Linked DNA regions of Aedes albopictus: region 1 is linked to region 2. The links are chromatin contacts, called in public Hi-C maps. All regions are on one chromosome and are shown on one strand. The core of a region is the stretch at or near the end of the contact, and the rest is flanking DNA. Distances in the headings are between cores, read along the strand shown. Region 1 holds the start of LOC109415735 (lethal(2)neighbour of tid protein 2). Region 2 holds the start of LOC109415739 (GPI ethanolamine phosphate transferase 3).

What was found. A called contact is a pair of places that touch in the nucleus more often than the background predicts.
Region 1: a Hi-C map of embryo shows a contact between it and region 2, with 7 times the contacts expected there. The contact joins the promoter of LOC109415735 here to the promoter of LOC109415739 in region 2. A contact is called at or near these places in 2 of 3 Hi-C or Micro-C datasets (embryo and whole body).

The regions. Positions count from the first base shown.
Region 1 is chr2:435,609,025-435,612,719 of AalbF5, reverse strand. LOC109415735 (lethal(2)neighbour of tid protein 2) reads right to left here and starts at 2,316. Exons shown (of 2, transcript XM_019689662.3): 1 at 1,826-2,316; 2 at 202-1,753. The coding sequence starts at 2,147. The coding sequence ends at 498.
Region 2 is chr2:435,030,554-435,034,317 of AalbF5, reverse strand. LOC109415739 (GPI ethanolamine phosphate transferase 3) reads right to left here and starts at 1,493. Exons shown (of 4, transcript XM_019689669.3): 1 at 1,333-1,493; 2 at 1,003-1,262; 3 at 1-946. The coding sequence starts at 1,179.

The DNA.
Region 1 (3,695 bases), core at 1,067-3,566, 580 kb before region 2:
GCTCGATGACCGCTTCTCCACGCTTTCTGTTCAGTCTAACAAAGTTCCTGCAACACCGGGGATGTAACTCTTCGTACCCAAAATGCTCTCGTACCAATCAACAGTATAATAACCAAATTTTGATTTGATTTAATCATATCTTCGGAACGCGAACGGTGAAAAAGGAGTTTCTTTTAAGTTCCGCCATTTGAAGCACCGATCTTTTCACATCAAATAAATTAAAGCTCTATTACGCTATTGTAATAAACACATCAAACACAGAAATCGGTCAATAAAAACCCTACTCTACAAAACAAAAATACACAGAAAAATATAAGAAAACCCTAATCGAAAACTGTTCGCATTCGATTCTATTTAAGCTTAAGATCCTGAAGCACTAAAGGCACATTATCGCACGCGCAAAATGCATCAATTTCGTTGCCCTTCCCGTTGTCGTCTTTTAGTGTTTTGGCACATCGTTTCTCCTCTACCATCCTGAACTAAACCTTGGCCCAGTTTCAGTCGGTGGCTTTGGCCACTTGGGACAGTTCCGGAATCTTGCGGAACATTTTCTTCCCGATTCCGACCAGCAGGATGATGTGGCAGGTGTGCAGAATGAGGCTACTTACCGCTGTGCTCGGGTAGGTGTTCCAGCTGAACTCCAGCAGCAACAGGAGCAGGAACTTCAGGCTGGTGCTGTACTCGGTGAACCAGGTCAGGTAGGGCAGGCTGTGGAAGTACCAGACGTAGAACTGGTAGTGCAGACTGCGAGCGCACACGATTCCGATAAAGTTGGACAGGAAGATGGGTAGAAGCGCCAGCTGGGTGGCACGGTCGAAGTGGATAGAGAACTTGCTCGGCAGAACTTCCTCCTCGGCTGGAGATTCTGGGGTATTGTTGACCGGAGTGGATTCCTTTCCGGCCATCTTCTTGATGCCCTTCTCGAAAGATGCCAGGAACTGTTCCTGCTCTTTGGTTAGTTTTTCTTCTGGTTTTTTGGGGGCGGGTTTTGGCTTCTCCTTCTTCTTCTTTTTCTCCAAGGCCATTTCACGGTTTTTGGCGGCAATCTGCGGAGCGAACATGGTTTCCAAATGCCGCAGGCGGCAGTAGTTCTGGAAGTACTTATAGCAAGGTGAGGCAAAAGCAATCAGCAACAGTACATGCAGACCCAGCAGGCCCAGGTGAAACGTCTTGTTCTCAAAGATCTCCCGCTCCAGGAAACGGTAATTGACGGTCCATTTATGTTCAAAGATCCGGCCGAGATCGAAACTACCTTTCAGGTACTGCCACGGGTGTGTCATCAAGAATGGAGCTCCAAGAAGCAACTGTATCATACCACAAACAGCCAATTGCCCAATTGTCTTCACAATGCCCAGATTAGTTAGGAAGAGCAGGAAGATTGCCGGGGCGAACAGCAGAACGTTCATCTTCACGGAGACGCCCAAACTGAGGAAAATACTGCCCAATGTCCACCGGTTGTCGATGTAGAGATTTATCGCAACGTATAGGAATAGAATCGCTATTGGGTCGTTAAACAGCCTCAGGACGTAAATCGAATGGATCCGGTAGGACGTAAAAGTGGTAATGACCAGCACGTAGGGAGGTAGCTTCCGGGTCTTGCTGTAAAGCCGCAGAACCAACCACATCTGTACCATGTAGATGCCTACGAAGATGTACTGTGCCAGTCGGATGTTATGACCGTGGGACGTGATGAAGTACAGAGCACTGTAGATGTAGACGAAACCTGCGGGGTAGACCAGCGGCCCGGTATCACCTGCAAGGGGTTTAAGAAGTCCAAGGTTGATTATCTCTATGAAAAATCTCACAAGTTTATTGGCCAACTCACCACGCAGCTTCGCATAATTAGTCGTCCCATTCAAAAATCCTTCGCACTCCTGCATGTAGGCCTTCCAGTCGATCTCCGTGTACGGCACATTTTGCACCACAAAAACATTCAGCACCAGCTCGGCAGCCAGTATGAGCCACGACACCAGCGGAAGCCGGGCAGGGTCGAAAATGAGCGACTTCACGAATGCCACATTCAGATACTGCTTCTGCAGGTGCGTCCACAACGTTACCTTGGTTGGTTTTGCTCCGTGGCCAGCCGTGCTGCCTCGTTTACCGGCGCCCGAATGGGATTTGTTTTTCCCGGTACCCGGTGGTGCCATGTTGGACTTATTTTTCTGTCACTACTCTCGCCCCGACGTGTTGTTCTATTTTGATCACTGCGTGCTGATGCGATCGGGAGCTATCGGGAGCAGCTGCCGGTGACGGGCCAAAAGACGAGGGACACGGGTACCAACGCAGCCGCAGGTGCGACGAGACGACGCTCGTCGGTTGGAGAGAGGTTATCGCTATTTTTGTTTTATGCTCTCTTTCGTAATTTTTCGTGGGCGGAGGCCTGGGTGCCAGCGTGTTCGATGGGGAACTTACGCGTCGCTGCACCGCACAGCGGGCAAAAGTTGTGAATTTTGACCAGAGGATGATTTACAGTCGATTAATTGGGTTTTTTAGGGGTATCCGGGTTATATGCCCAAAAATTAGTCGAAATCCAAAATTTCATAACTTTTGGAGTCCGGGAACTAACACAGTAAAAAATAAATGCAACCCGCCCGATATAACTCATTCCGATGTAATCACGTAATGTTATGTAATCACGATTCCTATGTACGTACGATTACATCGTTTTGATGTAAAATCTTTTGTTCTTATGTGTACATCGTCCTATGTAATATTCATGCAACCGACGGATTGATCGGGCTACAGCAGTCCAGATGTAATATTACACAACATTTTTTTCTGTGTATATTTTAAATGCATTTAAAGTTTGTACAGCGGCCGTTCGCTCGTTGCAAACCCGCTCGTTGCAACGCTTTTTAGTTACAAGTTCGCTAATAGGCTCCTAAAGGCCTATCTCAATTTCTGCATAATTCGATCAAGCATTGATTAAAACGACATGTTTACTCATTTTTTAAGTATTCCTAAGCCCATAAAATATATTTTCAAAAATTTTAATAATTTTTGCAACACTCCTTGTTTAGCACTAAATTTTGGGTAAATTTTGTTTACCGTGTATGTCAAACAGGAACATTTAGGCGAGGGGGTCGACACAAATCTATTTGGGTCAATTACCATGCGATAAAACGTAATTTTCTTTGGGTTGCATATTTTTTGACGATTAAAAATATTTCATTGGAATAAAATCAATTTTATCGGATTTTCTCCATTTTCCATGGTTTTAGACATTTTAGCGCATTTTAACTCGTTTTAAGCTAACTATTCTCATCAAAATGGTTAAAATCTTATATAACTCAAAAAATCGAAAAAATTAAAAAAAATCGGCTGAAAATCGCCCAATATCGCTCAAAGTGCTGCGACGTCGCGACGCCGCATATGACAGCTCTTTTGCTGGCTTTAAACAAATCAGCTGCGTCGGTCATTGACAGTTTAAACCGAGTTACAGCAAGTGCGCACATCGTGAGTTTTTTTTGGTTTGTACTTCTTTATTCAAGGAAATTAGAAGAATTAGAGAAAATTTTGTCAAGTTCAAGTTCGGCCACCCAGAACTTGGTGTTCCAGGTTACTCGCAACGGGGTTGCACTGGTGGTCTCGTGGATTGTAGGCCAAACATAACCACCAGAATTCTTAGCGATGTCGAAATTTCTTCAATGGCTGCCTCTTCACTCGTCCAAGAGCCCATTGTGGTTGACGTCCGA
Region 2 (3,764 bases), core at 244-2,743:
GGTACTTTAGGAATGTATCGATTTTAGAATCCGGAAGCAGTTGGAAGTTGATTTGTCCTAGATTGGAATGTGGAACCGGAACTCCAAGCAGTGAGGAAAGGAGTGGTACTAAATCGATTTGCTGAATTGCAGTTTTGTGTTCGTCATATTGCTGTGGAAGCAAAGGAGTTCCCTTTGAATACATGAAGAACAGCGCATCAACTTCGTCCGTGGATTCTCCTCCGTGGTCACCAGTTTGGGTCATTCCATGATCGCCTATAACGATCAAAGTGGTTTCATCATCCATTTGCTCCGTAACATTCCGAATGACAGCATCCATTTCGCTCAGCTTTCTCGTCATCTCATCGTGCAGCGGCCCATACCGGTGTCCACAGTGATCCACCCCCAGAAAATGTCCCACAATGACATCCCAATCCTTCTTGGCAATTTCCCGCGGAAGGTACGCCTCAATCGCCCGGTCAACCGTGTCCAAGTCGTGGATGTTGAAACTCGGGTAATCATACTTCCGCTTGAACCTTCCGGGGAACAGCTCCGTCCAGGTGCTATCACCGAGGAATATCGCCGTTTTGTTATTCCTCACCCACTGATCGACCACGTTGTCTTCGTTGATTTCCGGCGAAGCAAAATTCGACCCAATGTCGATGAACGTCGGTAAACTTCCGGTCGTCATGCCCTTCAGCCGCTGCAGCGTCGTCGTCGGTGGATCCGCCACAAACTTCAGCTTTCGAGTGTGATCCGGATAGCGGTTCTGCAATTCCATCATAACCGGCAGCTTGTTCTGGTACGGGAGTGGATCCTTCAAATCCGGATCGAACATGCCAAAGTCGTACCGGAGGGCGTCAATCACCAGTAAAATAACTTTACTTTTCTGGGGCAGGCAAATGTTTGCCGACTGGTTCACATCCCGCAGAATCGAAGCAACTTTTTCCGACCCGTTGCAGGTTCCCTACAAATAACAAAGTTACAATAATTATTGATAAATTTTTATTTCAAAACTCTTACCTTATAATCCTTATCATTCTCACACCGGTACTCATCGTACCGGACGCAACTATTGAAATCGGTTTGCGCCACCCGGGTCAGCAGAAATCCCTTCGAGAACAAATGGATGCCGGCAGCCAGCAGTAGCGACAACCACACCAGCACAAACACGAAACTCCACGACTTGGTTACTGCCATTCTCGCCCGCCCACAAATGATCTACTTCCTTCCAAATCTAACTTATCCTAAAGAACACAAGAGAACGCTAGCGCTCCATCAGACTGGAAATGAAACAAGAGATTACACAACTTCCTCCACACAAACAGCTTCTGCGGCAGACGCTCCACTTACTGCTGCAGCAATAAATCCAATCAGCACCACCAGCGCGACAGAGATTAGGACACCAGTCTAAGTGATAATTAAGTGGTTAATTAAGATAAAACGACCGGGAGGATAGCTCAAAAATTTCGGCTGAAAATGCAAACACTCCCTGATGCGAGTGAACGCGCATCACACAGCACTAATGTTTTGATTGGACTGACAGCTGCGGTTTGACAAACAGCTGACGGAGGTGGATTCTGCTTGTGATGCCGGTGTTGGATAGGGTTCTAATTCTAAATGGAAATGAATTTATTTAAATTTTATTTTATTTAACCTTTCAGGACGCGCGCCATCAAGCAACCAAAACTGCACCGCGTTCGCGCTGTGTACAGCGTTGCCAACCTTCCAGATTTATCTGGATTTATCCAGATTTTTGAGGTCTCATTTAACAAAAGTCTGGAAGATCCAGACATTTGTTTTCCGGATTTGTAAGGTTTTGCTCGGAATTTGTAAGGTTTTTGCCCGGAATTTGTAAGGTTTTCACGCAAATCCAGACTTTTCCAGACAAATCTTCCTAAATCATCCAGATTTTTCAAAAATTGACCTGGCATCCCTGGCTGTGTACGACGAGCGAGGTTTGTTGGTACACTCAAATTAATTTACTGATAGAATCTAAGTGCAGAAAGCACATAGACTACGAACGAGAGAGAAAAAAATCATTCTATGTGCAACTAATGAAAATTAAAAGTTACAATATTATATTTCATTCCTCCCATAATATATTTCGAGTGTAGCAACATAAAAAGCAACCCTGCCCTTATAAATTTCAAACACAAGCATAACAAACATGAAACGAACATGGCGCGTTCGGAGGATTTCTTTTTCATTTGTGGTGTTTCGTGGATCGAGTCACTTGCTGGTTTTGAAGGTAAGAAGTTAACTATCTGCTTCACAAACTTTTTCAAACTACTTACATTTCTTTTGTATTTTCTATAGAAATGTGCTTCATTGTCGATCGCTTCTCCATCGTCAACAATGCCAGGTCAGGAAGCACGGACTCGTGAACGATTCGGCCCGAATCATTCGGGAGCTGCCGGATGCAGATGCGAAGCTAAAGTACCTAATGTTAAGTCAGATGTTATTCCTGGTGGTATTTAATAAAATCAGCTCGGTCATACACTATGCAGAATTTGGATTTATTTACATTTTAAGCTAATCCCACGTGTAAATCATGTTATTATTCGTCATAATAAAAACTATGCACTAAACGGTTGAAAACCTGTAGCGATGCACATAAATTCTATCATGATTGAATCGACAAAGATTCGATAGCGCTGCACATATTTTCCAAGTGCAAAAGCAACTGGTCACAATCTAAGAGCAAAACTTTTAAATTTAATATGTTATTTATTCTGAGTGTAGTGTTGTACTTTTACAACAGCGCGCGCGCTGGAGGGTTATGCCTTGGACAGACTGGTGGTATACGTACCATGATACAATTATCTTGAAATGAGTTCTATACTGATTATTGTCTTCAGTCAAGACAGCCTTGTGATAATTTTCTTGACAACTTGTACCATGGTACGAATACCACCAGTCTGTCCCTGATATTAAAGAAAGTCTTTATACAGCGGCCGTTCGCTCGTTGCAAACCCGCTCGTTGCAACGCTTTTTGCACAGACAAACAGACGTAACACTCTGATAATTCTCATCGTACACGGATTTAACGGTCTTTTTCAAAATTTGATAGTTGGCCAGCTGCCCAACCGTGGCGCTCGCATAGTTTTTGTTCGAGTTTGACGTTTGCTCACTACCGCCACCTAGTTGGTGGTCGGCCAAACTTAGTCCTTTTAGCATTGGGCGAATATGTTTCCGTGACTATGATTTGAATCGAAAAATATTCGAAGTGTTACGTCTGTTTGTCTGTGCTTTTTGGTTGCAAGCCCGCTAATACACTGAGGCAAAAAAAATTTAGGAAGAACGTAAGATCCCCTGATTTGGCGACATTACGATTATTGCTGAAAGTCATAAATTTCACTTATGATTAAAGAGGGAAAAATTCCATGTCCTAGCACTTACAAAAATCATAAGTTTCGCTTAAAAACATCATACGATGAAAATTATAACTATCGTATGTTTGCTCTTATTAAATTCATTTACCTATTAATAATTATAGAAATCAAAATTATAAAGTACTAGCAGACCCGGCAAACTTTGTCTTGCCCACTTGTGATTGTTTGACAACTGTTAAGGTCATTGCAGCACCGCCCTCTAGATTGGTTTTATTTCGATCATGTTGATTTCCTTCCCAGCTCATAAAAAATCAGTAACTTGACTATTTTCATACTTTTCTAGATGATTTTGATAACTTTTTGTACATATAAACACAGCCAACACGAATACGAATTGAACCGTGCAAGAATCATGTTGATCGATCCACCCCTTCTTGAGTTTTGTTGCCT